Regions from separate parts of the Mus musculus genome. Here all the other regions are linked to region 3. The links are chromatin contacts, called in public HiChIP or PLAC-seq and promoter capture Hi-C maps. All regions are on one chromosome and are shown on one strand. Each heading gives the region's core, a stretch centred on a gene start, on an enhancer-like site or on the middle of the called end of the contact. The rest is flanking DNA. Distances are from core to core; before and after follow the strand shown.

Region 1 (3,313 bases), core at 56-2,555, 560 kb before region 3:
ATCTGAGGAAGTGCAGCAGGGGGGGGGGCTCTCTCCTGAGGTGTCAGCCCCTGCTTTCTCACTTTCCTTCCTAGACTCCTGGTGGGCTTGAGGTGTCCCGCTGACACTGTCCTAGGAGGAAGAACTTCCTGTCTTCATTTGGACTTGGCCTGGCTTTGTTGTTAAATAACCTCCTGGTTGTTGGTCGGGATGGCTGTTTACAGAAGTCCGGTACAGGCTCCACTCACTGGGACTAATTTTAAGTTCTTCCTTTGGGATTGTTCTGCTTCCTGAAGGGACATCCCTCCCCATGTCACCCATCTGTATCCTCCTCCTGTCCTAAGCCTGCTCCCCACCCCCACCTACTGCCCTACCCCACCCCCCAGCAGTCCAGGCCTCCAAAAGTAGCTCCTGAGACAGGGACCCAAGGGGAGATGGTCACTAGGGTCCCCGTGTTGGGATAGGACAGAGGGGACAAGGACATGAAAGGCAACAGAGTCCAGTGTGTCCTGAGGAGCCCCGAGGACGGCAAACTGGTCCCCAGAGAAGTCCTGCCTAGGAATGCTCAGAGAGCTGCAGTGTTGATATTCCAGTTTGGGGAGGGCTAGGATGTGGCTTCTTTCTGGTCCCAGGCAGAGGCAGAGCCAGGCTACCTAAGATGAAGTAAAGCCCTGCAGGGTGCATGAGCCTCCCTGGGAGAGGTGGGCCACCTGTGGAGACACTCAACAGAAGGTTGATTAGACAACCACAGTGTTGGATCCCCTCCACTGTCATCACATGTGTGGTCGCCCCCATGCCACCACACCACCGTCACACACAATGAGGTTTGGCGGTCCAGGATACAGACACTCACTGTCACCCCAGCACTGTTTGGTTTGCGTCTACAGCTGCCAACCTTGAATGAGGCTCACAGACTGGCCTCATGCCCCGAGGTCAGCTAGGGAAGGCCTGGGACCCTTGCTCTACATTTCCAGTCTCTGCAGGGTGGGAGTTGCTGCCTCCAGTTTGGGCTGAGTAGGAGGCGAAGGCCTGGCAGCCAGACCCAGCTCTGCCAAGGCCAAGGCTTTGCCCGCTGCCCTGCCCCACTCTTTCCCAGAGTAAGGATCTGGGCCTAAGGCCCAGTTCTCAAAGGAGCCTGAGAGCAGGGCAGGACAGTTGCGGTGGGGGAGCCCTCTGGTTCACTGCCCACCAGCTCCTCTCGATACAGGTGCATGGTTACCGATGGGTGGAGCGCTTTCCTCTGTGACACCATCTGTCCTGTGTGTGCCTTGAGTGGTGGACTCTGCCTTCCACGTGGCTGGCGTATGCTGCAGCTCCTGGGGAGAAGTCTGACCTGGGTAACTCAGAGCCTGAGTTCCATGCTGTTCCCTCCTGTGGGGCTGTGCACCGTGCTGTGTTGGCCTCGGACTTTCCACTTCCTTGCAGGATAGTGGTCTCAGGCCGGGCCAGGGCTGTGCAGCTTTTCCCTGGTCTCCCCTCCCAGAGCAGGCCCAGCACAATCTGTGCACCAGGAAGTGTTCGATCCGGTTTCAGGAGCCGGGAGAGGTTCAGAGGTTCCCAAAGCCTGCAGTCAGAGCAGGAGTCTTAACAATGGCTCCTTGTGCTTGCTACATTCCTCCTTAAACAGGCCCAGACCAAGGCTGCTCGGGCTTGGGCCCCCCACGGGTTCTGGGGGAAGGAGGGTTTACAGCTGGAAGGAGGCTGCTGGCCTTTTTGTGTCTAGCGGCTGAGGCAAGGTGCTGGAGGGACAAGGAGAGCATGACTTGTGCTTTGGAAAGGAGTGAGCTGGGAGGTGCGTGTTCTCTTGCAAAGTCCTCCGGGAACCACCAGAGCTTCCCTAGCAAGGCGCGGCTTTGATAGCGTCACCCACGTGACGTCACACATGGGGGCCTGTGTTCCTCTTAATTGTGTCCCTTATTTCTCTTTTGAGACAGGTTCTCTCACTGAACCTGGAGTTTGCCGGTTCAGCTAGACTGGCTGGCCAAAGGCTCCATCCTCCTGTGTCTGCACACCAGTACTAGAGTTAGAGATGCCGGCCACCACACCTGGCTTTCACACGGTTTCTGGGGATTATAACTTGAGTCCTCATGCATACCAAGCAAGAGCTTTCCCCTGCTGGGCTGGGGGCCGGATGGGAGAACTCACCTTCTCACTCGTGCTATGCTTGAGGCAACGGCTCTCACTCTCATCTTCTCAGTCTAGGGTCCTGGAAGTCTTAGTGACCCACATTGGTCACCGATGCATTAGGCCGGGTCAGGAGGAGTTGATTGAAGAGCATCCACTGCCATCCATCTAAAGAGTCATTCCTGAGAGGCGCAAGTGCCCGTGTGCCAGCAAACTGTGCTTGTGCCCATGATGAGCAGTTAGGACCCTGTGTGTGCGGCTTGTATCCTGCTATCTTTACTAAATGTTCTCAGCATTTCTCATCTTCCACAATGTGATTCCTATTTATGAGACTCTGGCCTGTAAATCCGAACCGTTTTCAGAGTTTGCCATGTTCCTGCGGATATAGATGCCCTCCTACATAAATCTTCTGATTATTTCCTTGGGATGCAAATCCCAGAAGTGGGCCAGGAGCACAAGATTCCTCAAGAGCCTTTGTTTCCAGTTAGGAGGGTGGAGGCTGAGGGGCTCAGAGAAGTAAGTGAGACTTGAGTCTGGCTTGGGTAGGGGTGGGTCAGTCCTCCATGGCATTTTGGATTAAAAAATAAAGGGGGGCAGAGTGATAGCCCCCTGCTGTAAAGGCTGGTGGCACTGTTTTAGCTCCCAGGGGCGATGTGGAGACTTATATGTTCGGTATGTAATAGACCATGGTTTGGGGTGCTCACTGGGGACCTGTGCCAGGCTGCCATGTCTACCTAGCCAGTCACTAGGATCTGATGTGTAGTCGAGTCAGAGTCTCCGACAGATGCCCTCGATTGAACAGCAGTGTGGCACATTGTCCCATCCCATTGGGGTCCATAGAGGATGTGATGACCTCACACCACTCCGAGTCCTGCATCTCCTGCATCTCCTGTATCTCCTGCCTCTCCTGCATCTGTCCCAGGCTGCTATATTGCAGCATTGGTGACAGGGTAGACACATCCATTCTCTCTCAGTTCTGGAGTTTAAATTCTAGGTGTCAGTAAAGCTGCCCTCTATCCAGACACCCTAAAGGGGAGGCTACTTCCTGCCAGCCCCAGCTGTGGCCGGAGACACTCAGATGGCCTCTGGCTTCTAGCTCTCTGGTAATCTTACACATTTCTCATTCAAGGACACTGCTTGGTGTCCGTCCCAAATCAGAAGTATTCGTATCTTGATTATCGTCGTGAGACTCGTTTCCCACAAGCGGGGT
Region 2 (3,164 bases), core at 253-2,752, 600 kb before region 3:
TATGAGGTTCAGGGAAAGGAGCTGAACGGCCCAGTGGATCTGGGGTGGTCATGTGGGGCCCCACATGTGCCAGTGGCCAGCTGCTCTAGTTGTGACGTGGGAAAGATCCACTAATTTTTCCTGACCAGTGCTGGGGTGGACAGCATGTGACTTTAACCGTGAGATAAAACTGGGAAGGCAGGGTTTGTGTGGGGACTGCCAGATAGTGGGATACGGAGCAGCTGATTAAGACATCAGGATCATCCTGTGAACGTTCTGAGGACAGAGCCTGAAAGGAAGGTGTAGGCAGAGCTGGCTGCTCTGGGAGGACCTGAGGGATGCACCTTGGGGTAGTGGCCAGGAATTCTTGGCATTTCTTGACTGTGGCTGTATTACTCCTGTTTCTGTTCTGTTTCATCTGGCTTTCTCCATCTGTCTGTCTGTCTGTCTGTCTGTCTGTCTGTCTGTCTCTGTCTCTTTCTCTCTCTGTGTCTATGTGGAGCATATATGTATCTGTATGTGGCCAAGTATGTTTGTGTGTCTGTGTCTAAGTTACCCTCTGCCTTCTCTGGTTGTTGGGTCAGGCCCTCCCAGTCTAGCACACCCTCATTTTAACTCCATGCTAGCCACAGATATCCTACTTCCAAATGAGCTCACAGCCACAGGTACCAGGGGCTCAAACCTGAACTTGTGGTACGGGGTCACAGTCTGACCTTTTATAGAGGCTCAGTCCTAAGAGAGGATGTGTTGGGTTGATTGGGGCCCAGGAAGGACCCACTGTGGCCACAGAGCTTGGGAGAGTGTCTGTCAGGGTCATGGGATGCTGAAGGAAATGAAGCGTTATAGTCACTATAGCCACAGGCTTGGAGGACTGTCAGGTAGAGGGTGAGCCTTTGAGCTCCCCCAAATACCAAAGCAACCCTAGAAACTTGGAATGTTCTGGAAAGTGTGAAAACCGTGATTTTTCTCTCCATTTTCACTTACCATCAATGACTAGCATGTCTCATGAAGTAGTGAGTTGCTGGTGTCTTGGAGTTGCAAGGAAGGGCGATGTGGCTGCTGTGGATGGCTGAGAAGATGGGACCTTAGAGCAGCTGCTGATACAATGAGCCTCCTAGCTTAGAAGAGTTTGAATTACCAAGTGTCCGTGAACTGAAGGCTCCATATGCAGTGGGGCTCACTGCCAGGCCCCTCACGGGTCATCAGGTCCTAGTGTTGAGTCACCTAGTGCCCCTGTATTGGGAGGTCTGCATGCAGTGAGTGCTCCCTGCCAGGTCCTGAATCAGGCTCTGTCCTGTTATCTATCGCTCCTGCCTTTTCCTTTCAACTGCATGGGTGACAGGAAGTGTGCTGTCCTGGTTTCCATGGAGACAGAACCTCAGCTCCATTCAGTCTGAGGCCAGCTTTGGAAATTAAATACCTGACAGTTTCTGGGAAAGTGTGAGCAGATGGTTTAATGTGCGTAAGAGCACAGATATGCGTGTGACTTAGGCGTGCACATACGCACGTGCACGCAGTCATGAGCCTGGAGACGGAGCTGTTCAGGCTGAGGTCTCCCGAGCCCTGGGCCGATACTGTTCTCAGTGCTTAACAGATATTAACAGAGCTTCCTTTCATAATGAACCTTTGAAGGAGATAGTGTCCATCTGATTTTATAGAAGAGAAAACAAAGGCCCCCTAAGGGGCCAAAGGACTTGTCTTAAGGCCTGCCAGTCATTTTTTTCTCTCATGGCACAGTTGCTATCTTCTGTCTGGTGTGAAGCTGAGGCATCAAAGAAGGTTCTAGTAACCTCAGCCCTTTGTTTTGGGCTCAGCATCTAAAAAGTTAGCTTCTCCGAAGCTTCTGCTGGGCTCGCGGCCCCTTTCCAGCTGAATGATCCCGTATGTGGAGGTTGGGTTCACGCCCAGCCTCTCCAGCCTGGCTGCTGTCACACCATGCTGTTCATGGCCTATGCGCTAGCTTGGGAGGTGCACCTCTCTGTAGCTGTCAGGGAAGGAAGTGACCCTTGTGCAGGCCGTTTCTCCTCCCTGGATGTCTTAGGAAGAGCAGGCGAAGGGCTTACTGGCTCTGGCTGCCTTTTCTATGCCCCTCACCACGGGTGGACAAACCATTGATGATGGGTCACGTCTGCTGCAGCAAAGGGCCAGTGTCTGCTTGTTACACAGTCATCAGGGACGTTGATCCTGACCCTTTGTGCCACCGACCTTCTCAACCCCGACTGTGCCCTTCCAGTGGCATCTCACTGAACGTGGGCACTGGGCTAAAGGGAGGTGGTGTTTGAAGATCTGGAACCACGTGCTGGCTGCACAAGCTAACAGTGACCACGGTTCCCTCCCTGATCTGACCTCCAAACACTGGGTTCTTACCGTGATACAAGGACAGGACGGGATCAAGATGGTGTTTTGTGGCTTAACTTAATGTAATTAAAATTGTCTTGAGACAAGGTTTCTGTAAGTACAGGCTGGACTAGAAGTCTTGACAGCTCTCCTGCCCTTGCACGCCGGGATTACAGAGATAAGGCACCGTGCTCGTCTTAAGACCAACCAACTTTATCTGCTTATCTACCTCCCTTCCTCGCTCTTTTCCTTTCCTCCGCTCTCCCCACCCCCTTCGCCCTCTCTTAGTCTCACATAGGCCAGGATGGCCTTGACCTCCCATGTAGCTAAGGATGACACTAAACTTCTGATCCTCCTGCCTCCTCCCGGGTGCTGGGGTTAGAGGTATGCGCCGTCATATCCAGTTTATGCAATTCTGAGGGTTGAGCCCAGAGTTCCATGTATGTTAGGCAAGCCCTCTACCAACTGAGTTGCATCCCCAGGCCTCAAGGTGGTTTCCGAGTTAGTAATCTGCATAACTGGTCATGCTTTGCCCTTTGTAGTTGCTCAGTAAAACACCGAGTGACTGACTCTGGGCTTCCCCAAGAATCCAAAGAGCTGAAGGCTTTGGCCAATCTGCCTGACTATACCCTATGGTCCAGTGTGTCCAGTGTGCCCCTTTGGGTGTCTGACCATGAGGACAGGAGTCCTCTGTCCCTCCCTGGACACTGACTCCATGTGGCATCAGGAACAGCTGGAGATGACCAGCATCCTCTGCCGTCAGGCTGGGCGCCAAATTCCCTGGCATGCTGTGTCGGTGATTGTCAGCCACATGTGTGGAGCGCCATGTGCAGAGGGTCCGGACACTT
Region 3 (3,250 bases), core at 39-2,538:
ATACCCTCTAAAGACTTCCCAGAATTCCAAACAATAAACGCTCTCCTGAAGTTGGCAAAAATCACACCCTTGCGCAAGGCAAACCCTAATTATTTGCTGGGAAGCCACCTCTTACTCCACACCTGGGATTAAAACAAAAACACATTCATAAAACATAACTGGGCTTTTAGAGAAACTCAAATTCTCACTACAGGGAAGAGTCCTATCTGAACCGGGCCATGAGAGAGGAGAGGAAGAGATGAGAGAGGGAAGAGGACCAAGAGAGAAGTGGAAAGTTTCAGACCAAGGGAGCAAGCTGTAGAAATGGCTGGTCTATACAGGGAAGAGAAGCTCAAACGCTGGACTGGTGAGGTTTAGGATAGGGGCAGGGTGAGAAGAGCTGGGGGGAGCCACAGGAATTGATACTTGATCCATGTTTCTTCGGGACGTGACAAAACCCCTCTTGTTCCAGCTGCCTATGTGGTATGATCTGTTCTTCCTCACAATCTGTGAGGTGGCCTGGAGCTCATTGGAGGCCCACTGGCAGGAAGCCTACTGAGATTTATTGAAAAGGAAACCGAATTATCAGGGCACTCGTTTGCAACGCCAACCTGGGCTGTGTTCGGGGCATGCCCAGCCTGCTGTCTGCAGTGTGAAGCTCTTTAGAAGCCACTGCAACCACAGGCCGCCCGACAGGAACAGAGACACTGAAAACGGGCCCGCAGCAAGGCAGGCTCAGCAGCCAACAGTCACACCCAGGAAGCAGTATTTTTCTTCTGCTCCTGGACTCTCTTGCGGTGTATGGCTGCTTCCCTTTGGTCTGAGCCAGGCCGATGGTCTCAGAAATAGACACCCATTGACTTTCTTTTCCAGCGCTGGGACATACAGACCCCGCCTCCATCCCAGGGTGTCTATAGGAAGGATGGCGGCTGCTGCAGGGAGGAGGGTCTCCTGTCTTCCTAAGGGCGCCCCTCCACCAGCCTGTGGGTGGGTCCGAGGCACTTCCATTCCGATATCTAGCTGGCCAAATCCTGCAAACCTTGAGGCAGGAAGAACCTGCAGAGCACATGGGACTTGCAGCGGACATGCTTTAAAGAGGTGCCCCAGGCCCGTCCACCGCCCTCGGCCACCCTCCGTGTCCTCTGGGGAGCAGCTGCGGAAGATTCGAGTCAGAATAGCAAGAAGGAACCGCAGCAGAAGGTACAACTCCCAGCATGCCCTGCGCCCGCCACGCCCACAAGGCCAGGCGCAGATGGGCGTGGGGCGGGACTTTCCCGGCTCGCCTCGCGCCGTCCACTCCCAGAAGGCAGCGGGCGAGGGCGTGGGGCCGGGGCTCTCCCGGCATGCTCTGCGGCGCGCCTCCGCCCGCGCGATTTGAATCCTGCGTTTGAGTCGTCTTGGCGGAGGTTGTGGTGACGCCATCATGGGAGCTCCGGCGCTGCCCCAGATCTGGCAGCTGTACCTCAAGAACTACCGCATCGCCACCTTCAAGAACTGGCCCTTCCTGGAGGACTGCGCCTGCACCCCAGAGCGAGTGAGTCCCAGCTTCCAGCGACTCCACCCTGGGCCCGACGGTGCCTTAGTTGTGTGACCCGGGATCAGAACCCGCTATCCCCACCCTCGCTTCGTACTGTTAGCCAGGCTGCTTTGCTCTGCTCTGTCCTCCACGAGGCCACCCCCCCCCCCCGCTCTCCCCACCCTCTGCCTGAACCACTGTTAGCCTCCGGGCCTCTTCCCACTGTCCTCAGTTCTCGGCCCGGAACGATCTCTGGGAATCATGGGATAAGGTCAGACTGTTGATCCCGCTCACGAGCTGTCATTTTCAGATGGCGGAGGCTGGCTTCATCCACTGCCCTACCGAGAACGAGCCTGATTTGGCCCAGTGTTTTTTCTGCTTTAAGGAATTGGAAGGCTGGGAACCCGATGACAACCCGATGTAAGTCCCACAGGCTACTCTCGGTGGGTTTCCTGGTGTTCCCCTTCCATTGAGAGCCTTTTGGGTTGAACTGGAGTTGGGACAAACCATTTGTATTTAGTAGAAGAGCATGCTTCTTGCTCAAGTGTTCCAGTTATACAGCTCAGACTAGTCTTGAATTCTCAATTTCTGCCTTGGTTTCCTGAGTGTTGCCAACATGCATGGTTTTGCCTGAGGTTTTTTTGTTGTGTTTTGTTTTTGTTTTAAAACAGGGTTTGTCTGTGCAGCCTTGGCTGTCCTGGAACTCACTCTGTAGACCAGGCTGGCCTCGAACTCAGAAATCCGCCTGCCTCTGCCTCCCAAGTGCTGGGATTAAAGGCGTGCAGCACCACTGCCCAACCAAATTTTTAAATATGTTATTATTACTTAATTTATATTTCTATTTGTGTATGTTTGGATGTGGGTGTCATGGTGGATGTTGGTGTCAAGACAGCTTGGGGGGATAACTTCTCTCTTATTGTGTTGGTCCCTGGAATTGAGCTCAGGTGAGCAGGTTTGGCAGCAAGCATCCTCACCTGGGCCATTTCAGTGGCCCCTGTTTGGTTTCAGACCCCAGGAGTAGGAACTGAGGTGCTTATTCTACATATCAAAGCAGACCTGGACTCCAGGCTCTCCCAGCATCCCTCACTCCCTCCCTGGCATACTTTGCCCCCAACTCTGAACTTCCAGCCCAGGAACTGGGCAGCCCTTCCCCCCAGAGGCTCCACCCTATATAATCCAGGCATTTTGGACTTCTCTTCTTCTCTCTCTACATGTGTTCTTTCTCTCACCTTCCCATGGTGACTCCCCTGGCCTCAGTCCTTGAGCCCAGTGAATTCACCTGGGAGCAGCTTTCCAATAAACCTGCATTTCATAACATCTAATCTGGCTTGAATTGGTTCATTTAACCAGCAGAGAAATAATTTATAATCCTGGACTATGATTCATTAAAAACAGGTCTATTGAAATATAATCCATCTACTGCAAAAATCAGTAGCTTAGTGACTTTTTAAGGTCTTTTTAAAAATCTAAAAAAAAAAAAAAAATTAAAAAAAAAAAAAAGGCTGAGAGCTGGCTCAGAGGTTAAGACCACTTGTTGCTTTTACAGAAGACCCAGGTTTGGTTCCCAGCACCCACCTGGTGGCTCACAATCAATTACAACTCCAGTCCCGGAGGATCTGAGGCCCCCTTCTTGCTTCTGAGGACACTCAGCACACATGGGACACATCTACACAGAGCACTCATACATGCAAAGCAAAATTTAAAAAGAAAAAAAAAAGACTTAATGTTGTCTGTCTTTAGAGCTTACAAGCTGTG
Region 4 (3,145 bases), core at 31-2,530, 1.0 Mb before region 3:
AGGTCTCAAACAGCATGAAACAGCCATTACTATCTAAGCTTTACACAATCCTCTCTGCAGACCCCTCTTCAGCATCACTCCCAAAGCTGAGTAACTTCAGAGCAGTAGTACTCTTAACACCAGGAGTCTTTATGCTAACAAGGCTCAAAAAACCTACTCCATACCCCACGGGAGTTAGGGCGTGTCTCAGATTCCCGCAGACATTACCATTTTCTTAGGAAGAAACTGCTCCCTCTTCTTCTGGAGACTTGGGTGGGCTCTTGGACCGCGACCTAGACTTGGACTCTCGCTTCGACACGGGCGGAGGGCTTCTCGATCGCGACCTGGACCTTGACCTCGAGCGGGATCTGGAGACGGAGGAGGACTTGGACTTGGATCTTCGGGCAGATCTGGACTTGGAGGTTGATCTGGAGCGCGAGCGAGTGCGGGACCGAGACTTGGAGCGGCTGTAGCGGGAGCGGCTTCGCGACCTGGACCGACTCCGGCTTCGAGATCGGCTGCGCCGGCGTCGCCGAGGGCTGCGAGTGGGACGTGAACGAAGCGACAGGGTGAGCTTGCAGGCCGCCGGTCCCGCCCCGCCCGCCCCGCCGCCATTATCTGGCTGCCAGGCGCCATTTCCCTTGCCGCGAGGCGGGGTCTCGCACGGAGTGGCCCGGCCCTGCTGCCACCCCGGCCGCGAGGGAGGGGCTGGCTCCACGTGCTCCGCGTACCTTTGTGCCCGTCCGCCTCCCGCTCCGCCCCGGGCCCCGCTCACCTGCGGCTCCGCCGCCCGTAGCCGCCGCCGCCGTACCGACGGGGTGGCGGGCCCCGGCGGCTGTGGTGCGAGTCGGGCGGGCGGCCGTAGCGCGCCATCTGCACCCGCAGCTCGCGGCCGTCGAGCACCGCCCCGTCCATGGCGTCCATGGCGTCTTCGGCGTCGCGCTTGTCGTGGAACCGGACGAAGGCGAAGCCCCGGGACTCCTTGGTGTAGCGGTCCCGCGGAATGTACACGTCGCCGACGCGCCCGTATTTCTCGAAGACGCGCCTCAGGGTGTCGGGCGAGGTGCGGTAGGTCAGGTTGTCCACCTTGAGGGAGGTCATGCCCTCCACATCGGGAGGCGGGCGGCCGTAGCTCATGGCTGCGAAGCGGCGCCGAGACCCTAACGCCCCGGACAGGCCCTCGCTCTCCGGAAACGCAGCTCCGTCAGGCGCTCGGTAGCTACAGTCCTCGTGGGTAGGGAGGGAGCCGCAAGGCCGCCGCAGAGCACCCGAACCTGACGGACGCCTGAGCAGCAACTAAGCGAGCGGGCGGGCCCCAGCGCGCATTTATACCCACCCTTACAAAATGGCGCCCGCGCCACCCGGAAATGAATCTCCTGATTGGCCCATTCGGCCGTGTTGCGTAACGTCGCCGCCGCGCGCCCCGCCCCTCCCAGGTGCGCCTGCGCACCGCGCGGCGGGCGGGCGGAAAGCGCGCAGTCACTGCGGTGGGGCGGGGGAGCAGCCAGAGAAGGCAGTTAGAAAGCCCGCCAAATGCTCTACCGTGGGTGCGTCCGCGAGAGCGCGGGGAAGGGGAAGAACGAGGCTCTATGGAGGGAGAAAGAGGAAGCGCGCCCCACCAGAGCCCCGCCCCTTCCCCACGCCAATGCCCGGGCTCCACGCGCCGTTCCGCCCAGCCTTCAGTCCCGCCTGTCAGAGCCGGTTCTTGCGCTCTCTTTTGCCTCTCTGTGTCCCGGGGCCACCTCACGTTCCCCTCTCCCGCCGCTCCTGACTGAGGCTCGCTGCCTTGGTTTCACTTCTCGGGGCCTTTGCTCTCTACGAAGGGACGGGTAGTGTAGACCTAAAGTACGCGCTAGCCACAGCGTGCGGCCGTACCCTCCCCTCCCCCCACGGGGCGCCGGGACTACATTTCCCGGCGGGCGCTGCGACCAGACTCTGGTCAGCTGACCGGTCTCGTGATCTGCTGTGAGTCAGGCCGGGAGGGCGGGCCCCAGCAGCTGCTACTGCTCGTCCTTGCCCCGGATCCCGTTCCCTGCAACTGGAGTTGCGGCGGGTAGACCCCGGGTCTCCTCTGCACTCGGTCGCGTCCCCGGAGGGTCCCGACTGTACCGGTGGGGAGAGATTTCCCTTAAACCCACGATTCCCATCCCAAGATTGGAAATCGGCAGTCTGGCTTCGTGGTTCTCTCATCTGGTTTCTTCCCTCAGGGCTGTCAGGGGGTTCGACTGGAGGAGAAGAGGTGACTGTCCTGGGCCGCTGCTGGCCTCTGAGCAAGCGGAGCCAAAATGTCCCCGGAGTCTAAAAAGCTTTTCAACATCGTTATTTTAGGAGTTGCCTTTATGTTTATGTTCACCGCCTTTCAGACTTGTGGAAATGTGGCGGTGAGTTGGAATCTGTACTCCTTCCTTTGAATGCCCGTCTGAATGCATTCCAGCTGTGACAATAAACGTTTATGTCCGCTACCACGCCAAGATTGCACCTCCTGTTTTTCAGCCTACCCTTTCTCGTTTTCTTAATTTTGTGTATCAGATATTTCGCGTTTACGTGGTGTTAAACACTTTCGTTTAATACTCAGATGCGGCTTGCAATTTGAGTATGGACCATAGTTACTTTAATTTTTGTGAATGTTAAACTCTGTATTTAGTGCTTGGGTGGCTTGTGGGTACAGTTGATTATCTGTTTCCCCATCTCGAGTATATCTTCTGCGGCAATTGAGTCGGTTTTTTTCTCCTCTCATGGTGGGCTTGGGTGAGAGGTGTGGATCATAACATTTTTTTTGAGTATTTAGACTTTCCTGCGGGGAGGGAGATGGCAAGACATTTTTGTTGATTAGTTTTATCTTCCACACAGCAAACTGTCATCAGGAGCTTAAATAGCACAGATTTTCATGGCAGTGGATATACCAGGTATTGTACTGTGTGCATGACTTTATTTTGCATGTCATAGTTCCATCCATCTCAGGAAAACCAGCAATAACATGTTGTAACTGAAGAGTAGCCATGATTGTGTCAAATCTGTCTCTCTTTTTCTGAGGTTTGAGCCACCCAGGTAGATCAGTAGATACAGACCCATACCTCCCAGAGTACGTGGATTAATCCTCAGAACCTACGTGGTGGAAGAAGAGAACCAGCTCCTGCAGGTTTTCATGTGTCTTCCACGCAGGAGA
Region 5 (3,296 bases), core at 179-2,678, 550 kb after region 3:
AGGTCCAGTAGAAGCACCAGGATTGGCCCCTCCCCAGCCCTCTCCCACCGACCAACCCCCACCCCAGACATTCTGCACCAGAGCAGCACGAGCAAGCCCTCAGGGGGCCAGGGCACTTGTAGCCATCTTGGCAGGGGTGAAGAGATCCTAGGATAGGCTTTGGCTATCCGACTGCGGAAGCAACAGCAGAACTGGAACTCCCCGGGAGTCTCACGCTGAAAGGAGAAGGCTGTTGCCTGGTGATAGCCAGAGAGGAAGCCTGTCTCCAGGAAATAACAGCTCACTCTGGGATTTACAGCCCAGGCAAGCCAGTTAGCTATGTATACCTCTATGTAAACCTCATGTTAATATCCCCTAATAGACTCTGGGCCATTAATGGGGGAGGCCACTGGATTCCTCTTAGTGTGGCCACATTAAATAAATCTCCTTTTTCGGCTTTTCACTGTTATGTTTTTAATTGGACCATGGAGGATGGGTGGCTGAGTCTGGCTATCAGGGGAGCTTTCTGGGCATAAGCTCTGACCGTTGAGTCCTATAACACACTGATGGGTGGGACTTGGCCCTTAGTTCTGTGCACCCCACCCCCACCCCCCAACTGGTTCCCACCAGACTTCTGCATCTAGTCAAGCACAGACCCAGAACAATATACAACTCACAAAGTTCCCACATCCCTAATGAGAGCCGAAGCTAGAGAGCCAACTGACTCCAGATGACACAGCCAGTGAGCACAGGTTAGGGTCTGCCCAGGGGTGGCCTCCTTCTACCACAAGGACCCTGGTGGAGGTGGAGGGAGCCAGAGAGTCCCACATCCGTGTGGCAAGGCATTACCCCAGTTTTATCCCAAGAAGGCCTGGGCTCTGGGAAACCTGAGTCCCAGGCAAACTGCACTGGGTGCCCACTCCCTGCATTTACTATAAACTGTGGTCGTAGGTTTGTCCATGCTGGGTCAGGCGCTCTAGGCCTTGGGAACATTGCAGTGTATGTGGATGTTGCTGTCCACTGGATGACAGAGGCTGTTTCTGCCCTACTCCTTTGTGTGGGAAGATGGGACAAGCCTGCCTATGCTGGCTCATTCAGTACCACTGAGTAGGTAGGTTTAGTCCTGGGAGAGAATCTACAGACCCAGGAGGGGGCCGGGGATAAACTCTAACCCACTCACCCCTTCAGCTGTTCATTCAGTGGACATCCTGCCCAACTGTATTGGCTCCTGTGCTCTGGCCTGCCAGAAATCATGCTGTGTAGAGTGGAGACTCACCTGGGAGCAAGAGAGGGACTCAACTGTCCCTCAGGCAGCGAGGCAGTGGCTGAAGGCAGTCCTGGAGCCTCCTTCCTGGCTGCAACTGGAAGCCTTCTGTAGACTGTTCAGCAGAGAAAAGCTCCACCATGTGGCTTTCCTCAGCCTCGTCCCAGGAAATGCTTTGTAAACCTCACCTAGTTTCGATTTTCAGAAAACACATGACAGAGGCTGCTTCTGGGGTTGGCTGTCAGCAAGGCTAATAGCCTTCTGCTTGCTGCTCTGTGGGGCAGAGGGCAGGCACCCAAGCGCCCTGTGCTGAGCTGATATACTGAGCTGATGAAACAAATATAAGTCCAGGCTAGCCAGGCAGGCACCCTGTGGGGCAGCTTGGGGGATGGTTGGAGCAAATACATCTCCAGGCTGGCCAGGCAGGCATCCTGGCGAAGGAGAGTGGAAAGATACAGAAAGAGGGCCTAGGAGCAGCAGCTCGGGTCAGACCGTGTCTGTGAATGTGGATGTGGGCTGGACTATCCTTTCCTGGACCTGGGAATGCTGGCTGCCCTTAGCTTATGCACAAACCTACCATGCGCAGAGCGAAGGTATGTGGGCCACAGAGTGGTCCTGAGAGACAAGAATAGCGATATAAAGGCTAAAAGCAGAAAGCAGGGCTGGGGGCTAGAGTGGCTTGGTGGTTAAGAGCACCACCTGCTCTTATGGGAGGCCTGAGTTCAACTCCCAGCACCCATGTTGGTTGGCTCAGAATAGCCTGTAACTGGCTTCAGGGGCTCAGACTCTGTAGGCACCCACACCCAAGTGTGCTCATGCATGCACACATATAATTTTAAAAATTAAATCTTAAAAGGTTTCTACAATACCTTTTTTTTTAAAGTAGGGCTAATTGGGCATGGTGGAACACACCTTTAGCTGGAAGGCAGAGGCAGGTGGATCTTTGTGAGTTAGAAACTAGTCTGGTTTACATAGTGAGTCCTAGGTTAGTCAGGGCTACACAGAGAAAGCCTGCCTCAAAGGAAAAAAACAAAAACAGAAACAAAACCGAAACAAAATCCTAAAACAACAACAACAACAACAAAACTACCACCACCAAAACTGCTTCAGCGGGTAAAGGGACTTGCAGTAACCAATCCTGATGCTATGAATTTGACCCCTGGGACTCACTGTAAGAGAAAACTGACTCCTGTACGCTGTCTTGATCTACACAAGTGTACCGTGGCATGTATGTACATGCATGTAGACACACACAGTAAATAAATGTAAAAATATATATATATAATTCAAAGAGGCCTAGGGAGATGGCTCAGTAGTTATGAACACGTGCTGCTCTTGCAAAGGACCCAGGTTCCATTTGAAACACCCACATGGCTGTTCACAGTCACCCATAATGCCATTTCTAAAGGATATAATGCCCTCTCCTGATTTCCATGGTCACCAGGCACACACGTGGTACACATACATGCATGCAGACAAAAGTTCCAAACATGTAAGATACACTAAAATTACAAAGGCAAATTTCCCCAGACTTATGATGTTTAGACAGTGGCCTAATTCCCAGCAGCTCCCTGCAGCTCCCCTGGCACCAGCACTGTAAGGTTTCCTACCTCAAGACACCCAACTGTCCTCTTGAACACTATTCAAAAGGTCTGACACAAATGGCCCAGGAGGCAAAGCCAGGTGACTCAGAATTGGTATAAAATCACCCTGTTCCTTTTCAGGTGTATGGTTCAGGAATTCACCGGCTGGGTTTCTGTCCTTGGTGTCTACTTTTTTTTTTTTTTTTTACACCAGTTCTGGTCTGGCAAATCCTTTTATCCTGTGCCTTGAGTTCTTTGTCCTAGGTATGACAACAGAGAGGAAGGCTCCAAGGCCCTGGAGACCAAACCCAGGCAATAGCTGGTAAGCAGATACACTGGCTCCCATACACGCCTGACTTGGTAATGCAATCTCCCAACGGCCACAGTGACCGACTCTCTAGGATTCAGACCAGGCTCTGCCTGGCTTATACCTATTCCCCTTTCTCCACAAGAAACCCAGGTCTTGGTTT
Region 6 (3,193 bases), core at 209-2,708, 630 kb after region 3:
CTTTTCCACTCATGACCCTGTCCTAGATGCACAGGTCTTGGAGGGGGGGCACCTAGAGTACAGAGGCAGGGAGTTGGGAGGTGGAGGGACGATCTACACAGCTTTCAAGATAGTTGTGTTTGCTCCACAAGGCGTTATAGTAGATGACTGTGTTTGGGCTTGTGACCTGCTACCTTCTCTCTGTCGCAGCCCCACACAGAGCTTCCCTCCCCACCCTGGGTCAGTGGGAAGAGGTGTCCTGCCAACTGTGTCCCACAGATCAGAGTGTCCTGCTCCCCAGCGTCCCTTCCCTGGCCGACTGGCCAACAGGCAATGTAACCAGGGCCTATATTCAACCACCTTAGTCACCATCCCCACCCTTGGCGTTTATGGATGCTTGGGGCCTCATAAAGCTCAAAGCCTGTAAACAGTAATAAAGAGGCCCAGAGAACTTGGCTTGGGCAAGCTGCTGTGGGGCCAGAAGCTGCAAGCTGCAGAGGGGTATTGGGCTCAGGGAGGAGAAGCCATTTCCTCGTCTTCTGGCATTTCTGCTCACCGCTCTGAACACAGGACCATCAAGGTTACTGTGAATCTCTTCTGTGCCCAGGTACTGTGGGAGGTGCCCTCTGGCAGATGCAGCTTCCTGGACCCTGAATACTTGAGAGGATTTATTTCCTGCAGAACACAGGCTTAAGAGTAAGAAGAATGCATTCAGGGGAAAACTATCCATGCTCACCATGCTGACCACCCTACAGGACAGATGGAAACAGTCCCTCCAGGTCAGCAGCACTGCCCCCATCTCTCCACCTGCCTTTACTCCTAGGTTTCCCATCGTACCTGGCTATAGCATCCCATGGAGCCCTGCCTCAAGCTGGTTATAACACCTCTTTCTTTTGTTCATTAGTAAGAAAAGACAATCGTCAGCCTGTGTTGGTTATCCAATTCCAAACGGTCAGCCCTGAAAACATTTGCATACAAGTAACATTAAAGGGACCGAACAGGTTGTGTTTATATATACACACACGTAGATGACAAACATTAAAGAAGTAAAAATCATGAATTTGAGAGAGATTGGATGAGGTACACAGGAACTATTGGAGGGAGGAAAGGGAAGGGAAACATGTAATTATATTTTAATTTCTTAAAAAAAGCAGAATATTACAGGTGCCTGTAATATTAGATCCCATCCAGGAATCCAGGGATCCAAGGAGCCAGGGACCCAGGGAAGCTAGGCCACCAGTCTCTGTGGCCCAGTTCCAGGGCTCATTGCTAACGTGTACCGACTTGGTTGTCGCTGGCAGATTGTTTCATTCGTCTGGAAAGAAAACTTCGTGGCTAACTCTAAATAACACTTTTTTGGGTCTCAGAACCTTGGGCTCAGGATCCACGCAGCCCCGCCTTTCTCCTAGACCCCGCCCATCAGGTCCCGCCCCGTCTCTCCGGTTATTTAACTCAGGCTCTACACCCGCCGCTTGCAGAACGTGGACAGATCCTAGCCGGAACTCGGTGCGAGCCAACCGCGGCGCTGCACACTCACCATTGGCTGAGAGCTGCGGCAGGGGCAGGCCCAGGCTTGCGATTGGCTGTTGGAGCAGTGTCTGGAGGGCTTAGCGGTCGGCAGTCGCTGACAGTCATGGAGACCTCGTCGGTGCTGACCCGGGGAGCTGCAAGGCAGCGGAGCCCCGCGGCCCCGGAGAAGCAGGCGCGGGACCAGACGGAGCGGAGGCCGGGGCGGCGGAGGCAGGGGCGGAGGTGCGCACGGCTGGGCTGAGCTCCAGGTCTGGGCTTGGGGTGGCCATGCTGCCTGTCGTGCAGCGCGACACTGTCTGTCGCTTGCGGACAAACCTACGTCCCTCCATCCTTCTATCCCCGGTCGCAGACGGGCCACCCGAGCAAGTTAGCAGCTCCCTTGTTCCTAACCTATGACGGACCCTGTCCCAGCCCATCGGGATCTCGTTCTGGCAGTCTGGCGCCAAGGCTACTGCACCTTCCTTTGGCCCTATAGATTAGGCAATCCCGAACATGGATGGCTTTCTGTTCGTGTAATATTTGAACTGAATCTTTAGGGACGAGGACTGTACTAGGTGGATCAGAATGAGCAAAGGCACAAAGGCAAAGAAGTGGACAGACATACCCCCCTGGTCCAGGGTTGTAACCCCGTGGTCGGTGGGACACTGGGAAAGGTATCAGCACAAACTTGATGTGTCCTGCTTCGTTTTTAAACCCACAGCAGTGAGACAGATGGGCTATTCAGACTTTAGGATGGTTGCTGACCGACGGGAAAGGTATTTGTGGGTAGAAGCCATCCTAAGAGGTCCTTTTCCTTCTTACTGGAGGGACATTCAGGTGACAGGTGGGCATGGGCAGACGGGATGACTTTGAGTTCCTTTGGGTGCAGCTGAAGGATAAAGGAGTCAGCCAGGGGGGCGCCATCTGGAAGAGGAGTATTTGGTGGTGAGATTTCAAAGGCGGGTGTTTTGCATGGCCTGATGACACAGGCCTTTAATTCCAACTCCTTGATGGGGTGAGGCAAGAGGATCACAAGTTTGAGGCCCCAACCTGGTGTAGTGAGGCCACATCGCAAAAATTAAAATGGAAGGTCTTGAGAGAGATTCATGGCAGAGCACTTGCCTAGGATGTAGGAAGTTCTGGGTTTGAGCCCCTAGCACCACAAGAAAAAGATGACGTCTCCATTTTAGCCTGCTACTGTCTGGCCATCCCCGCAGTTCCAAAGGCTCCTCAGTTTACTTACAGAGGGACAGTGTGATTGATGGCAGAACCTGAGGAGGGAGCTCAAGTCATTCCTGATGGCCTCAGGCCCTGGGGGCTTTTAAGGATGCCAGCTTGGATAACTGTGTACCTAAATGGCTACTATAGTGTCACCTCACTACTCTTTAAAGGATACTTTGAAACATATTAACAAATGAACAGTTTCTGATTTTGCTGTACTCAGACTTTGCAACTTCATGAAGCCAATGTAGTTATTCCTTGTATTATTCAGTTGCTGAAGATGGGGGGGGGGAAGGGGGCGGTGATTTTGCTGGTACTCGAAGACCATATCCCTTGGCCAGAGAAGGCCTGTGGTTCTAGGAAGTGTTTAACTTGGGGGTTTCACCTGTTGGGTGGGGCTGTCATTGGCGTCTGTCCAAGCACGAGCAGGCCTTAGTTGCTAATAAAGAAGATGAACCCCAGATCCCCTTTTTCTGGTGCCGTG
Region 7 (3,251 bases), core at 234-2,733, 760 kb before region 3:
TATTTCCGTTACCTAATATCTCCCATTCTCCCAGATTTTACAAAACCTTTAGATTAATCACCATACATAAAGGATGTTGGCTCCTTTGTCCAGGAGAGAAAATTTCTCCCTCTCTATGCTACTTGTAAAAACAGGGTCTCAGTATGTAGCCCTGGCTGTCCTGCAACTCTCTATGCAGACCAGGCTGGCCTCGAACTCACAGAAATCCTCCTGCTTCCCAAGTGCTGAGATGAAAGGTGTGTTCCACCACACCCGGTTTGGCTTCTTCTACTCTCATTTTCAGTAACTGGGGACAGCAAACGGTACTGCCAGCGTGGGTTACAAGAGAAAGATGGTTTGTTTAAAGACTATTCAAGTGTACAGGAGTTCACAGAACACTGCAACTTGAAGTGACCAGAATCTAGGGCTTGTAGGCACCCTAGTGGTGGTGGTGGCACTTTAATTGACTGTGGGAGATATGTTCTTTTTGCAGAAAGTTTTTTTTTTAGGTGAATTGCTACCTTTTTAAACTTTTATTTATTATTAGCAGTGTGTGTGTGTGCGTGCGCGTGTGTGCGTGCGTGTGAGTGTTCCAGTGCAGACTTACGTGTGCCACTTTTGATCTATTCTCTTTCCACCTTGGGATGTGGTGCTTGAACTCTGGTTAGTCAGTCTCAGACCCCAAGACAAATGGTGGCTATTTAACAAATCAAATATGACCTGGCTTCAGGTTCTTCCAGTCCCTACGGTTACAGGGTAGGGCTGGCATACCCTCTACCCTGAACTCTCCAGCCCAGGGACTGGGCTGCTCTTGCTCAGACGCTCTTCCCTATAATCCAGACATGTTGGTTACCTGCCCTGTCCCTGTATCCCTGCGTGCCCCAGCTCAGTCTGGGCTCCCAGATGCCCCTGCCTCGGGCTATGCTCTCTCTTCTATCTACGATAAATCGTCATCTCCACCACACTTAGGGACAGTCATTTCCTTTTTTTATTTTTATTTTTATTTTTTTAATTTCTATTTTTCATTCAGGTGCCAGGCTCGCAGGGTGAGCCTCTGTTCACATGGAGCATCCCCCCTGCCCTGTTTAGGTCATTTCTTTTCCTCTAGGGATAAGTAACAGGAAATGAGGAGGCGGTACCCCAACTGAGAAATTCCAGAAAGGGCCTTAAGAAAGGCGCGTTCTTCTGCAAATAAGACAGGCAGTGAAGGAAGGGTGAGGTTGGTTGGTTTGTTTGTTTTGGGGTTTTGTTTGGTTTATTTTTCTTGTTAGGGATCCAACCCAAGACCTTATGTATGCTGAATTACACCCCCAGCCTTTGAAAAAAAAAATGTAATTTGGTTGAGAATCAAGAAAGCCACCTCCACTTCTGTTCCAAGTAAGGGGAGGGTCAGGATTCCAAACTCAGCGGATGCTCCGCAGTCCCGCCCATCGGCTCCTTGCTGTGTCCCACCCCTAACCTTCAGGAGAACACGACTGGGGCCAGCCCGATCCGGTCCACAGTTTCACTCTGCGTATAAGAGCAGTTAATGCGTGTGTCACCCGAGAACGTTCACATGTCACACGTCTCCCTAGGCATGTGATTTCTCTCAGAGTCGCTAATGCTGGAGAAAACCAGCTGCCGGTGGAGAGGCTAGTGTGCCTTGAGGGTCAGGGCGAAGAGTCTCGTTCACTCAACCGCGAATGCTGCCCACGTGGAGGGGGTCCTGGTTGGACCGCTCAGTCCTACAGCTTTCCTGAGGCCACCTCTCTTTCAGCTGTTCCTCTGTGGTGAGGACGCAGGCCGGGGGACAGTCGCCAGTGATCCAGCTCTAAGTGCCTGATTGACTGGAGGTCATGCCTGACTCTCAGGGGGAAAATGAGGAGTCTCATTTAACTGATTTTATTTGTTTTGTTTTGTGTTTTGAGACAAGGTCTGTCTTGGTAGCTCTAGCTGGCTTGAAAGTTGCTATGTAGACCAGGCTGACCACTAGTTCCCTAAGATCTCTGTACCTCTGCCTCTAGTGTTGAGATTAAATGGACGAGGTGCCACACCAGCATATTTGCATGACTTTAAAGGAAAGAAAAGTGTACAAACAGATAACAGATACATGCACATCCAACACACACACACACACACACACACACACACACACACACACACACACAATTTCTTCTTTAGATTTCTACTCTGTTTTTTGCTTGGTTAATGGAAGAAAGAGACTTAAAAAAAAAACAAAACAAAAAACCAACAACAAACAAACCCAAAGTGGAGAGAAACTGCAGTTCATCTATACGTAGAAAACACCACATCAGAGCACAGCCGAGGGAGAAAACTGAGGCTGTGAGAAGGTCACGACCTTCTCCCACTGAGGCTGTCTCACAGTCCTTGGGGCTTCACAGGCTGGGAGGGGCCAGGCCGTCTTGCTGACACAGCTTTTTCTCATGGGAGTTCTGTAGGGCGAGAGGCGCATTGCCAGCACCATCCCATCCGCTGCACCTGCAAGGGCCTTTGAACAGGGGACTTCATCTGCTGGCCACGTCATGACCTCTGAGTGTGACTCTGTGGGCTTGACATTTGCATTGTGGCTTATAGCTAACTCTGTTCTGTCACACCTCAGATGTACACCCCCAAACACAGCCCCCAGGGCCCCATGCCCCATTCAACATTCTCCTGTCTCCTGTCCAGCCAGTAAGTAGCAACTAAACATGTTTCTCTCTCTCTCTCTTTCTCTGTGTGTGTGTGTCTGTCTGTCTGTCTGTCATCTGTCTCTGTATCTGTCTTTGTCTCTGTGTCTCTCTGTCTTTCTCTCTCTGTATCTTTCTCTTTTTCTATCTCTGTCTGTCTCTGTGTCTCTCCATATCTCTTTCTTTATCTCTTCCTCCCTCTGTGTCTCTGTATCTCTGTCTTTCTCTCTGTGTGTCTCGGTCTTTATCTCTCTCTGTATCTCTGTCTTTATCTCTCCCTCTGTCTTGTCTCTCCCTGTCTCTCTCTCTCTCTGTTCTCTCTCTCTCTCTCTCTCTCTGTTCTCTCTCTCTCTCTCTCTTGCAGAGAGGAGGGCAGCGAGGTTGAAGGAGCACCCTGTGGAGTGTTATCTTCTTCTGCCTTTCTATGGATTCCCAGGATCAAAGCCTGTGTGACAGGAGCCCGGATCCACATGGTCATCTTGCCAGCTCCTTCAGTGACTGCTTCTATTAGGAAGAATTGAGGGGAGTCTGGGGTTGGCTGGGGAAGCCAAGCTTACTCTCTAGATTGCTCAGCACTCTCCCGGGAAAGATCTTTCTTTTGCTGTA

Evidence for each region. Promoter capture Hi-C pulls out the DNA fragments that hold promoters and counts their contacts. HiChIP or PLAC-seq counts read pairs in DNA pulled down with a chosen protein or histone mark.
Region 1: a contact with region 3 is called in an H3K27ac HiChIP or PLAC-seq map of embryonic stem cells, with 5 times the contacts expected there. The contact joins the enhancer-like site here to the promoter of Birc5 in region 3. A contact is called at or near these places in 9 of 115 datasets of contacts at active chromatin or transcription factors (astrocytes, embryonic basal ganglia, embryonic forebrain and 6 more) and 1 of 9 other capture datasets (adipose tissue).
Region 2: a promoter capture Hi-C map of hippocampal neurons shows a contact between it and region 3, with 5 times the contacts expected there. The contact joins the enhancer-like site here to the promoter of Birc5 in region 3. A contact is called at or near these places in 1 of 39 promoter capture datasets (hippocampal neurons), 2 of 484 Hi-C or Micro-C datasets (Sertoli cells and ventricular fibroblasts) and 13 of 115 datasets of contacts at active chromatin or transcription factors (acute myeloid leukemia, craniofacial prominence, differentiating embryonic stem cells and 10 more).
Region 4: a promoter capture Hi-C map of liver shows a contact between it and region 3, with 4 times the contacts expected there. The contact joins the promoter of Srsf2 here to the promoter of Birc5 in region 3. A contact is called at or near these places in 8 of 39 promoter capture datasets (the 3T3-L1 cell line, the C10 cell line, the HPC-7 cell line and 4 more), 1 of 484 Hi-C or Micro-C datasets (liver), 4 of 115 datasets of contacts at active chromatin or transcription factors (astrocytes, bone marrow-derived macrophages, embryonic forebrain and 1 more) and 2 of 9 other capture datasets (liver and macrophages).
Region 5: an H3K27ac HiChIP or PLAC-seq map of extraembryonic endoderm stem cells shows a contact between it and region 3, with 3 times the contacts expected there. The contact joins the promoter of Lgals3bp here to the promoter of Birc5 in region 3. A contact is called at or near these places in 8 of 39 promoter capture datasets (the 3T3-L1 cell line, the C10 cell line, the HPC-7 cell line and 4 more), 2 of 484 Hi-C or Micro-C datasets (CD4 T cells and neutrophils) and 3 of 115 datasets of contacts at active chromatin or transcription factors (extraembryonic endoderm stem cells, large pre-B cells and pancreatic cancer cells).
Region 6: a promoter capture Hi-C map of pre-B cells shows a contact between it and region 3, with 2.7 times the contacts expected there. The contact joins the promoter of Engase here to the promoter of Birc5 in region 3. A contact is called at or near these places in 6 of 39 promoter capture datasets (the 3T3-L1 cell line, hematopoietic stem and progenitor cells, liver and 2 more) and 2 of 115 datasets of contacts at active chromatin or transcription factors (large pre-B cells and microglia).
Region 7: a FOXA1 HiChIP or PLAC-seq map of pancreatic cancer cells shows a contact between it and region 3. The contact joins the enhancer-like site here to the promoter of Birc5 in region 3. A contact is called at or near these places in 8 of 115 datasets of contacts at active chromatin or transcription factors (T-cell acute lymphoblastic leukemia, embryonic basal ganglia, embryonic hindbrain and 5 more) and 1 of 9 other capture datasets (embryonic stem cells).

Annotation. Positions count from the first base shown.
Region 1 is chr11:117,283,881-117,287,193 of GRCm38.p6, forward strand. All of the region lies in intron 1 of Septin9 (septin 9), which reads left to right. Among named protein-coding and RNA genes, the nearest start is that of Septin9, 19 kb to the left of the region's middle. Within about 2 kb of position 1,306, at least 91 of the 459 cell types and tissues checked have an H3K27ac peak or open chromatin away from gene starts, as enhancers often do. A contact at or near this core is called in astrocytes, embryonic stem cells and stem cell-derived neural progenitor cells, where this site is marked.
Region 2 is chr11:117,247,604-117,250,767 of GRCm38.p6, forward strand. It overlaps a transcript of Septin9 not described here. Among named protein-coding and RNA genes, the nearest start is that of Gm39478, 17 kb to the right of the region's middle. Within about 2 kb of position 1,503, at least 81 of the 459 cell types and tissues checked have an H3K27ac peak or open chromatin away from gene starts, as enhancers often do. A contact at or near this core is called in embryonic forebrain, forebrain and hippocampal neurons, where this site is marked.
Region 3 is chr11:117,847,949-117,851,198 of GRCm38.p6, forward strand. It overlaps Birc5 (baculoviral IAP repeat-containing 5), which reads left to right and starts at 1,289. Exons shown (of 4, transcript NM_009689.2): 1 at 1,289-1,513; 2 at 1,806-1,915. The coding sequence starts at 1,403.
Region 4 is chr11:116,851,814-116,854,958 of GRCm38.p6, forward strand. Srsf2 (serine and arginine-rich splicing factor 2) reads right to left here and starts at 1,281. Exons shown (of 3, transcript NM_011358.2): 1 at 755-1,281; 2 at 208-518. The coding sequence starts at 1,116. The coding sequence ends at 215. It overlaps Mfsd11 (major facilitator superfamily domain containing 11), which reads left to right and starts at 2,187. Exons shown (of 13, transcript NM_178620.4): 1 at 2,187-2,360; 2 at 2,830-2,885. The coding sequence starts at 2,265.
Region 5 is chr11:118,400,531-118,403,826 of GRCm38.p6, forward strand. It overlaps Lgals3bp (lectin, galactoside-binding, soluble, 3 binding protein), which reads right to left and starts at 1,429. Exons shown (of 6, transcript NM_011150.3): 1 at 1,256-1,429.
Region 6 is chr11:118,475,374-118,478,566 of GRCm38.p6, forward strand. It overlaps Engase (endo-beta-N-acetylglucosaminidase), which reads left to right and starts at 1,459. Exons shown (of 14, transcript NM_172573.3): 1 at 1,459-1,731. The coding sequence starts at 1,613.
Region 7 is chr11:117,090,473-117,093,723 of GRCm38.p6, forward strand. No RefSeq gene overlaps it. Among named protein-coding and RNA genes, the nearest start is that of Mir6516, 15 kb to the left of the region's middle. Within about 2 kb of position 1,484, at least 123 of the 459 cell types and tissues checked have an H3K27ac peak or open chromatin away from gene starts, as enhancers often do. A contact at or near this core is called in T-cell acute lymphoblastic leukemia, embryonic stem cells, extraembryonic endoderm stem cells and 1 more, where this site is marked.